Regions from separate parts of the Mus musculus genome. Here region 1 is linked to region 2. A link is a contact called in public Hi-C data. All regions are on one chromosome and are shown on one strand. The core of a region is the stretch at or near the end of the contact, and the rest is flanking DNA. Distances in the headings are between cores, read along the strand shown. Region 1 holds the start of Mthfsl (5, 10-methenyltetrahydrofolate synthetase-like). Region 2 holds the start of Snx14 (sorting nexin 14).

What was found. Hi-C and Micro-C count contacts between places; a contact is called where the count stands out from the background.
Region 1: a contact with region 2 is called in a Hi-C map of B cells, with 21 read pairs. The contact joins the promoter of Mthfsl here to the promoter of Snx14 in region 2. A contact is called at or near these places in 1 of 39 promoter capture datasets (liver), 1 of 484 Hi-C or Micro-C datasets (B cells), 2 of 115 datasets of contacts at active chromatin or transcription factors (the 230-238 cell line and CD8 T cells) and 1 of 9 other capture datasets (adipose tissue).

Annotation. Positions count from the first base shown.
Region 1 is chr9:88,717,136-88,722,685 of GRCm38.p6, reverse strand. It overlaps Mthfsl (5, 10-methenyltetrahydrofolate synthetase-like), which reads left to right and starts at 2,888. Exons shown (of 3, transcript NM_001128601.1): 1 at 2,888-3,027. The coding sequence starts at 2,911. It also overlaps a transcript of Gm10634 not described here.
Region 2 is chr9:88,435,193-88,440,753 of GRCm38.p6, reverse strand. Snx14 (sorting nexin 14) reads left to right here and starts at 1,825. Exons shown (of 29, transcript NM_001359958.2): 1 at 1,825-2,086. The coding sequence starts at 1,947.

The sequences.
Region 1 (5,550 bases), core at 1,639-4,138, 280 kb before region 2:
ACGGAGAGAGAGACATATGGACAGAGAGCCTGAGAGACAGAGGCAGAAAAAGACACACAGAGAAAACTATCTTTCGTTAAGACCCTGCTCCAATTTTTAGATCAAATTTGATGGCAATATATAGAAATCCTCTATTTTGGTCTAGATCACTTGCATTATGTTTCCCTTGAGGCTACTGGTAGCTCCTGTGAAGAAAGATCCCCTCTTTCCAAGGCCAGGTAAATCTTTACAAGGAATCTCAATTATGAACAGTACCTTGGAGGTGATTCCTCACTGAAGGGATGAAGACCCTGGGCAAGTCAGTAATGAACTTAACTTCTGTTCTTTTTGTCTCCACATCGTGAGGGCTAGGATTACAGACATGTTATTGCCATATTCAGTTTGTGTGGTGCTGGAGGTTGAGCCTCCAGGCTTTGTGCATAGCAATGCCACCATATCATAAACAGCATGGTCTTCTATTTTATTGCCACCTTTAAACTGGAGAAGTGGGAAGGAATAAGCAAGAAGACCAGGTAGGAAGTTAATTAGAATCTTACAGAGGTGAGTCAGACCCAGTAATCACTTTTGAGCTCTGATGCCCACAGTGAGTCAGTCACTTGTTAGAACTGTTCTACAACACCCTGAAACAGTGCCAACAGATAGGGGACCAAGTGTTCAGACATGAGACTGTGGTTGGGGGAATTTCACCTTCAAACCTTGAAACTGTTTGTGTTTGAAGACACATTTCTCAAGGTGTAGCACAGCATGATCCTATCAGCACAGTCTTCCTGCCTCAGTCTTCTGAGTGCTGAGAGGAGAGGTGTGTGCCACCAAGGTCAAGATATTTCATGCAAGGTTTCTTTGCTTTTGTTTTGAGTCAGGGTCTCAAGTCAGGAGCCTGGCTTGCTATAAAAGGACTGTTTGGCCTCTAGGGGCTCCCTCTGATCCTTTCTGCTTTCTCTCTGAGGACCTTGCCTCTGGCCTCTCTGTCTCCTCCCTCCCCCCCCACCATGCATTCTTGGCCAGCTTTCTCTTCTCTTTCTCTTTCTTTCTCTTTCTCTTTCCTTCTCTTTCTCCTCCTCCTCCTCCTCCTCCTTCTCTTCTCTTCTCTTCTCTTCTCTTCCTCTCAGCATGGGCACTACACAGCATTTTACAAAACATATCATTACTGTGATAGAACATGCAGATTTATGACCCTAGAGAGCTTTACACACTAAGATTGCACGCAGTTATAGGTACAAATAAATCCTCAAAGAAAATGTACGTATGTAACATATATTTTTATCAAAGCTATCATTTTTTGCAGTCCTGGTGATCAAACCAAGATACATACTTGTACATACTTTACCCCTGGGTTATGCTGCTAGACTACGTATTTATTGTTGAAGGGATGTGTCTATGTAGGGAGCCACATATAATTGTCATGAATATCCAGAAAAGCCCTGCCTTCAGAATTTAACAGCAACAATTTAACATGTATAATAATAATAATAATAATAATAATAATAATAACAATAATTATTATTTGGTATAGTGCTGGTTGTAAAACCCAGGACTATATCCATGCTAAGTTCTATTTATTCCTGCTAATTAATAGTTGATGAATACATTGGTTTATGGTGGTGATTCTCAAACATTATTATGGGTAGGGAATCACCTGAGGATGATGTTAAGATAACCATTTGGACTCCCTAGGTCTAAGGATGGCTCAGGATTCTCCATGTCTCACATGTTTTCAGTCGAAACTGATTCATACACCACACTCATGTTGAACCATTGGTGAATGGATATTACATTGGCACACGGACCTGGTCTGTAGATGTAAGTGAATCCAGCGTTTGTTTACTGTTCATGATAAGATTCTATTCATCTATGTTCTCTCTCTCTCCCACCTTGCTTTGTCTCCAGGCACTTAGATCTTACGGAACTGAACTACATATCCCTTAACACGGGTGCCAGAGATCTGAACTCAGCTCTCTCGTGCTGGTGTACTTGGTCATTTTACGGACTAAACTATCTCTGCATCTCAGAAAAATTAAAGGCTGGTGAGATGGCTCAGTGGGTAAGAGCACCCGACTGCTCTTCCGAAGGTCCGGAGTTCAAATCCCAGCAACCACATGGTGGCTCACAACCATCCCTAACGAGATCTGACTCCCTCTTCTGGAATGTCTGAAGACAGCTACAGTGTACTTACATATAATAAATAAATAAATCTTAGCCGGGCGTAGTGGCGCAAGTCTGAGTCAGAGCTTCTCAAATCTACTTACTTTGTTCTCTGCTCCATTCTCAGTCAAACGTCCTGTTAGAAAAAGGCATTATCTGTCTCTAAACAGCAGATGGCAACAGCGGTTAAATACTTCTATAACAACGAACAGTCTGACTGAGTCCTGAGCTGTCCAGAGAGGGAACATCCATCTCCAGAAAGGGCCTGCCATATGTTATAAAAGCGGGCCCAAAATCTATCAGTAAGGAGCCAACTGACTGAAAGGGAGAGGAAGGCACTTGGTGGTAAAGGAGAATGTTTTATCCATTGACCAGGAGGAACCAAGAGCCTTCCGGTATGATGTATACGCATGTCTGGCTTGCTTTGCCCTTCTGAAGCTTCTCGAGCCCTGTACTCCACAATTAGATGAATATCGAGTCCTGGAGTATAGTTGACAGCCTTTGTTAGACCCTCTGCAGAAGCATGGCGACCTTTTGTGGTCTGAGAGAGAGGGTAAGCACACTGGGCTACGTGCACAGTCCCCAGCTATCAAGCAGGAAGGGTCAAGGACGCCACACCATGCTGTTATCTGCCAACACAGGACGGGAGTCTGCTCAGATGCCTAAGTGGCCTGTGCACCTCTGCAGGTTTACAGAGGCAGGGGATTTGGAGTCCCGCCCCTTAAGCTCCGAGGGTGATGGGCGTGGCCGGGGCGGTGCTTGCCAGGAATGGCGGCGGTCACGGTAAACAGTGCCAAGCGGGGCCTGCGGGCCGAGCTGAAGCAGCGCTTGAGGGCCTTGAGCGCGGAGGAACGGCTGCGCCAGTCTCTCCTCCTCACGCAGAAGGTACGAGAAGACTGCCGGGAGTTAAACTCCGGGAAGGGTGGGCTCGCGAGTCTGCGCAGGCGCACCTCCCCGGGGGCGCGTGCGCGTCGTCCGGGGAGCGCGCTCCGCAGGCAAGGGCGGCTCTCGCTGGTCCTGGAGCTTGTGAGGGAGCGAGCTGAGCTTCCGGGCAGGTTTGGTCATTCACAGAGCTATTTTGTTATTGCTAGGAAAGGCATTGTAGCCATTAGGAGCTGTAGAGACTGTCGAATCACTCTCCGGTTTAATTGAAATCCATTCGCATGTGTTGAACACCTAGTAAACCTTTTTTTTTTTTTTTTTTTTTTTTTTTTTTTATGAGTTGGGTAATACAGATGACAAACATGATTGTCGCCCCTAAGGGATCAGGGATGTAGCAGAGGAAGGAGACAAAAGGAACCATTGTAGGGCTGGGGATATGGCTCAGTGATACAACTGTTCAAAAATGCGCTGTATTTTATTTGTCCATACTTAGAACATACATGGAATTTGGGTCTGTTTTTCTAGGAGTTTTAAATCGCCTGTACCTTTATTTTGGCAAAACTCGACTGTGAGTTTTATCTAAGGGGAGATAACTGTTGATGCTGTGACTTAGCTGCGTTCACTGCACAGCATTACACCTTGGGTTGCTGCTTCTGAGTTGGGGTTGTTTCTGGTCCTTATTTTCTTGTTTTGTCTCTTTTCTTACTTAGTTTTCCTCAGCTTCCTTAAGAGTATATCCTCAACGGAATTATTTTAAAGAAAATACCTATACGATTGGCACTATTTGTAGTTGAAATGTATTCGTGTTTTGCTTGCACGTATGTAAGTCCATTGTGTGTGTGTGCCTGGTGTCTTAGGTTAGAAGTGGGTGCCAGATCCTTTGGAACTAGACAGAGTTCAGGAAGGTTGTAAGTCCCTTTGTGGGTGCTGGAAATTGAACCCAGGTTGTCTGCAAGAGCAGCAAGTGATCTTAAACTGCGGAGCCATCTCTCTAGTCACAACTTTTAAATATATTGTATATTAAAATATCTTCAACTCCAATTTGGTCCATATTAATCAAATTTTAATTACTTTATTGTCATTCTGCTCAATACCTATGGGTTCCAATCTAGAGACCAATGTTTTCATTTATGCATTATATCTTGTGGTTTAGTTATTGTTCTATTGCTGTGAAGAGACACCATGACCATAGCAACTTATAAAAGGAAGCATTTCATTTGGGCTTGCTTACAGGTTCAGAAGGCTGCTCTGTGATCATCTTGGTGGGAAGCTTGGAAGCAGGCAGGCAGGCAGGCAGGCAGGCATGGTGCCGAGCGCTTACATCTTATCCACAAGGTGGAGGTAGTGAGAGTCCTGGGTCTGCCATAGGCTGTGGGCTTTTGGAATCTCAAAGCTCACTTTGATGGTTTCTGTGACCACAGAGGTAAGAAGAGTGTCTTCAGCATGAAGCAAGAAGGAAGTCTGACTCAACATGATTTGGTACCTGGGGTTGGTTCAAACTTCTAGAGTCTTACACTTATTTTAGGCATATTTAAACATAGCACATTTTGGGAGAAAAATCTCCTCATTATAATTAACTTAATTCAAATTCAAAAGAGTTTCTAAATAATTATGGCTTGAGCCATACAAGGGACATGAGTCTTCTCCCGTAGAGATGAATTCTATAGATTGACTACATGTAACAAGTTAAGGGTCTCGGTGTAGTCTCCATCATATAGATAGTGCCAAGGTCACCAGGTTATTAACCACCTCTGCTCTCATTTGTAAAGTACACATGCCATCTCCCATAAAGATGGGCTCTACTGACTGAGAAACAATGCTCAAGATAGAGGTCTAGGGAGGATAACTGAGACAAACATAAGAATCTTAGGAGCCATGCAGACAGTTCAGAGGTCACCAGGCTGTTAGCTAAATTCATTCCCCACCTTCTGGGTGTAAAACAGGTAATATATCTTTCCCTTTGAAGAAACAAATGTGTGAACCTATCATGTTCATTGTCATTCAAACTGTTACATCTTGATTACCGGTTTTCCTTTGTATCTTTCAGAAATTCTTTTTCATTAGATAATAAAAACTCTAGATTAATCTTTTGTGTCTCTTAACTACTTTTCTTATTTTTTTTCTTAATCTTTCTCCCTCATAGGGCCTCCTAGATTGTTTTCATTTGGCTAATCACAGTTTTAATGTCTAATGAGTATTCCTTAGGTCTCTTACTGATTCCTTTCCCTAGCAGTCTATTAATGTTTTATAGATTCAGTTATTGTTTTCAGTTTGTCTGTGAAGACTAATTAGAATTTAAAAATCATCCCCATCTTTTGAATTACCTGTTTGTCACTAAATCATTTTTCAATTCTATTTTTTTTATGTTTAAAAAATCCTTCTATTTTGTATTTTGTTTGTTTTTTCAAAATAGTTGAAAATCCTTGATTGGCTATGCATATTTCTGTCTTTTGGGGGTAGTGAGCCTCAACTGAGGACCTTGTACATGATAGTGGATGAAACCCCTGGCCCTTGGCATTCATAAAT
Region 2 (5,561 bases), core at 576-3,075:
GGATCGATTGAGGAAATGTCATAGCTGTTCTAGGGAGCTTAATATAAGTTAGAAAACTTCATAAGTGTAAAGTGGATAGTAAACTTTAAGAGTGAAGAAACATTTAGAAGTTAATTTTCATGGGTGAAGTCATAGCAGTGGGGTCTTGTGGAAAGATATTTAGTTAAGTTGTGCACTGATAACAATTTATGAGACAGTTAAGTCCTCATTACAACCAAAAATCCTGTTAGGGAAGAAATTCACTCTAAAACCAATATAGACAAATTGCCTAGTTCATTTTAAGTTCTGCAAAGGAATTAGACAAATGTTTCAAAGGTGTCTAATTTGAGCAGAAATGAAAAACAATCTATTAAAGGTACACTATCTTGGTTAACAAGTTCAGAAACTTAGAAGCAAAGCAATACAAAATGCAAGACAAATGACTAACCAGTTTAAATCACTTAGATTCACACTAGGCATTTTACGGTGCATGAAGATTAACATACACTTAATCCAAACGGTTTCTATTTCATTATTAGCCCCAGTCTATTTCAGTAAGGGAAGGCTATTTTGCAAATCTCGGTATCAAACCCTACACGTTTGGTAAACATTATTACTGGGTTACAGCCCTTTGGTCCTGTGATTTGTTTGAGAGTGTGTATTTGCTGTGTCCAGACTACTGATCCCTGTTGGGATTTACCGTGCTCTTTGTGGAGTTAACAGTGTAAAATTACAAAAGTGAATGTTAAGTGTGTACCTTGAAACTTCACATGAGTATATAAAGAATATATATATATAAAGAATTTGGTGACAGATGCACACTTCATGAGTGGAAATGTTACTGTCATCTAAAGATACTGCTAGTGTGTATTTAATGTTCTTTGGTACACGTTGTATTAAAGTTGGTTCTGAAGAAATTAGGAATACATGTAAATTTAAGGACAAAGACCTGAATTTCTAACAGCTGTAATGGGAAGAAAGGATGGTACATCCTGTAAAGGAAATGAGCCACTAAGGATCACCCACCTTTTCAGAATATTGAAAATATTAATGAAGCTGCACATACACTTGAGAAAACAAGGAGTTCTGTTTCCCTGTCTAGGGGAGAGAGGTGGCTTGATGGAAACTGCCAGTGTCAGAATAGCATGAAATTCTGTTTTCGCTAAGAAGCGATCCCGAGCAGGATCTTGCTTGTCTCAGCGATGTGATTATGCTGTAGTTGAAACTAGAATAGCTTACGCTCTAAGGGTAATGTTTGTAGGGTAAATTCAAACGCTTTACATGCCTGAGTTTTAGCTCCTACAAAATGCTGAATGAAATTCTAAAAGGGACTATCCAGATTCCAAGCCTGCTGTCGTCACACGCTGGGTTATGGTTAAGATCGCGGGGTGAGGTGACTCCCTCGTTGTTGGTTACGTGGCTAACATGACTTTCTTTCGGAGGTGGATTGCGGGTGGGTGGCGGGCGGGTAGGTTGTCATACGCCCCAGCTTGATCCCCTTTTAAAAAGCGGACTTGAAGGCGTCCTTTCCTCCTCTCCCTTAGGTGTGGCAACGAGAATCCGAGAGGTTGAGGCGGCAGGGTCCGCTGTATGGACTACATTTCCCAGAGGGCTCCAGGAGCCGCACGCGGCTGCTGTGCAATTAGCTTTCCCACACTCTTCTGCCAGTCTGCATTCTAGGTTTCCCTGGACTTCCGGATAAGGAAAGTGGGTGGCCGCGCCAGAACGTCAGTCCGAGCGCTCCCCAGTCCTCCCGCGGGATGGTGGCGGCGGCCTTGGGGCGGCCTTGCGTGTGGTTGGGGCGTTGGTTGCGCACGCGCGGCGAGGGTTGCGGGGCGGGGCCTTGTGCGGCTGAGTCTAGCTGTGAAGCTGGGTGGTGGGTGGCAATGTGGCTCCGCCGCCGGGGTTTGGGGGTGCCCTCCGCCTCTGCCTCTGAGGGCGGCACGTCCTCCCCTGCGTGGACTGAGATGGGGTCTTGGGTGCGGACGATCTGCGGGAGGCTGAAGCAGCGGCTGCGGCTGGACGTGGGGCGCGAGATTTGCCGTCAGTATCCGCTGTTCTGCTTTCTGCTGCTCTGCCTCAGCGTCGCCTCGCTGCTCCTCAACAGGTACCTGCTGTTGGCCCCGCGGCGGCCGCTCGAGAGCCCGCAGGCTGCTGGGCGGCGGGCAGGAGCGCACTCTGCACCGCGGTCTCGGGAAGGGCGGCCCAGGTTGCTCCCGGATATGCGGACGGGTGCGGGCCCGGGACCACGCAGCCTTCGTGGTTACCTGGCTCTCAACCTCTCCTTTTTGACCATTTCTCAATGACGAGCCTTTATCGTCTGTTTTACAATTACAATCTGTAATGCCACCTCAGTTCAGTAAAGGTGATCGGAGGGAGGTGGCTTCAAGGTTCTGTCGCAGCCTCTCCTCTTGGGGAAGCCTTCTCTCGCAACAGTACGCCCTCACACCGGCACACACCTTTGCAACCACAATTTCGTCTCTTTAAAATACTGGTTTTTGACCCAAAGTCAGAAAGCAGTGTAGTACCCATCGCAACTCTACAATATTCTGGTTTTTCTTTTTTTTCAAGATCTGTAGTTAAATTGACATTTTGAGGTCAGAAGTCTCCGCCCCTGAAGCTTGTTGTGTTTTATATTTCCAGAAGTAGTATGGGTGCAGTGATAGTAGAAAAGATGTGTACTTAAAAACATCGTCACATTCTTTTCTCTGTTTTGAACAAGCAGTCGCCTTTTATTTTGAAGTAATTCATTTGCAAGAATAACAGTGAGAAACATACACAAGAGATTTGACTTAGTAGTTTCACTAAGGCTATTTCCTGTGATTCTGACAACAGTTTTGTTGTTTTCCTTCATTTCTCGCTCTCTCTCTCTCTCTCTCTCTCTCTCTCTCGTTTCTGCCATCTTGGTGGCTTTGTAGAATTGGGGCTTAAGCGATAGATTAACAGATAGTAATTACTATGAATTACTGTCTTACAGAAAAAGTGCCCGGCTTGTGATGATGAGGTGCTTGATTGTAGGGCTGTGGGAGAAGTGAGTTCCTTTAACAGCAGACATTACTAGTTACTTAATACAGTTCTGTCCTCTGAAAGGTGTTTCAAGCTGGACTAGCAAAGCCGAGCAAAATGTAAACTATAGGATGTGAGTTTTGTCCTCAACTTTCTTCGATGGAAACTGACTAAAGTATAATTCTTCTCTAAGGTGCATCAGCCATGTGTTGGGGACAGATTGAACTAGCAATTCTGAGGTCACCAAAGTAGGAAGTCATAGAATGTAATGTGATATGTGATCTGTACTATGAATTGGTATTATGCAAAGAAGGGAGAAAATACACATACATTTTTATCTCTGAATGGTCATATTTGTGAGCAAAATTATTTTTGCATACTTCCCCCCGATTTGTTCCTATTGAATCAACTAAAGTGACATTAAACATCACAGTACTGTCCCTTTTATTTTATTATTTTATGTCTATGGGTGGTTTTTAAAGTTATTTATTTTATGTGTATGAGTACACTGTAGCTGTCTTCAGATACACTATTACAGATGGCTGTGAGGCATCATGTGGGTGCTGGGATTTGGAACCAAGGACCTCTGGAAGAGAAGTCAGTGGTCTTAATTGCTGAGCTATCTCTCCAGCCCCGTCCATGGGTGTTTTATCTGCAGGTGTATCGGCACCACGCCCATCCAGTGCTGATGGTGGCCAGAAGATGGTCTTGGTTCCCCAGGAAATGGAATTAGAGACATCAGTGAGCGGCCATGTGGGTGCTAGGAATGGACTCCTCATCCTCTAGAAGGGCAGTCCTGCCCCCCCCCCCTTGTTGAGCTCTCTCTCCAGCGCCCCCACAGTGTTTTCTTTGAATAAGTGGTTAGCGAGCCTTTCAGGAAAAGAATTAGGGAAGGTGCAGAGCAGGATGAGTAATGAGCTTTTTATGACACATGTACTTCTCTTTAAGATGTGTACTGCTGTGATGTGTGTATGTGTGTGAGAGAGACAGACAGACATGTACACACATAGACACACATAGATATAAACATATATGCTGTATATGCTTATATTGTCCATGGAATGTCATTTGGGAAAACATGGTCTCTTCTGCCAAAAGGAACTGGTAGGTTCATCTACTCTGATTTTTTTTTTTTTTTTTTTTTTACATTTTCGTTTTTCTTTACAGCAATTATAGTACACATAGTAGTCCCTGATGTATCTGCACCATACTTTTCAGTATCCATTCATCGCTTGGAGGACACTGAGGCTCTTTCCATCTCTTGCTGCTATGTATGACTAGAGAGGCAGTGCACATGACTGAGCAAGTGTGTGTGGAGTAAGGTGGCAAGCCTGGTGGACACTTGCCAAGAAGTGGTGTAGGTGACCTGTCATAAATTTACTTGTAGCCTTTTGAGAATTCTCCACAATGATTTCCATCATGGCTGCAGCAATTTGCAGTCCCACCAACAGTCGATGCAAGGTCCCTTTTTCCTACGGTTCTCCAGCATTTGCTGTTTTGTTGCTCTTCCATTCTGACTGGGGTAAGAGAAAAGTTAAAAGTTGCTTTGATTTGCATTCTCCTAAGTGCTAAGGATGATGAACATGCATTTAATATATTTCTTAGCCATTTTCATTTCTTCTTTTGAGAACTGTCTGTTTAGGTGCATTTTTTGATGGGTTGGTGTTGTTGATTGGTTCTAATGCTGCTAGTGTTTATTCAGCTCCCAAAGTTACACAGAAACCCACATGTCTGCATGTAAGATGCTGAGGATCCCTGCCTCAACTTGGCTTTGATTAGTCAATAAACTTGATGTGGCCAATGGCTGGGCAGGGAGTCAGAGGTGGGACTTTAGGATTTGTGGGCAAAGAGACTGAGGAAGGAGGAGACTTGCCATTCCAGGGAAGGAATAGGATGCAGGCTTGAGAGATGTGGAAGATAGAGTACCAGCTATGTAAAAGCCGGGGAGCGGCCCCAGCCCCCTCATTTGGTCTGGAGTAGCAAAGATGGAATATAGATTTTAGTAAGTAGTAATCCAGGAGTATTGGAGGGGAGACGCTAGCAACATGGAAGTTTAGGAATGGCCCAGCCACTGAGCTGATTAAGGCATGTTAAATATAAGACTGTGTGTGTGTATGTGTGTGTGTGTATGTCTTTCATTTGAGTATTGGAGCTGTAGCAAGGAACCTGAGCAGCTGCTGCTGGCAAGATTAGAGCAGATCTACCACTATAGTTTTTTTTTTAATGAGTTCTTTATATATTTTGGATATTAATCCCCAGTCAGATTTATAGCTAGCAAAGATGCTCTCACATTCTGTGGGCTTCCTCTTTACCCAGTTGATTTTTTTGATAGCTGAGTAGAAGCTTTTTAGTTTTTAAGTTCCTCTTGTCAATTGTTGGCCTTACTTCTTGGGCAGATGGGATCCTATTGAGAACATCCTCTGTATACTTTAATCATGTAGACATTCCTGTTTTCTCCCAGAGTTCCAGTGTTTCGGGCTTCAGATTGAAGTCTTTTATCCATATGGAATTCATTTTGGTGGAAGGTGATAGGTACAGATCTAATTTCATTCTACATTTGGCCGTTCAGTTTTTTT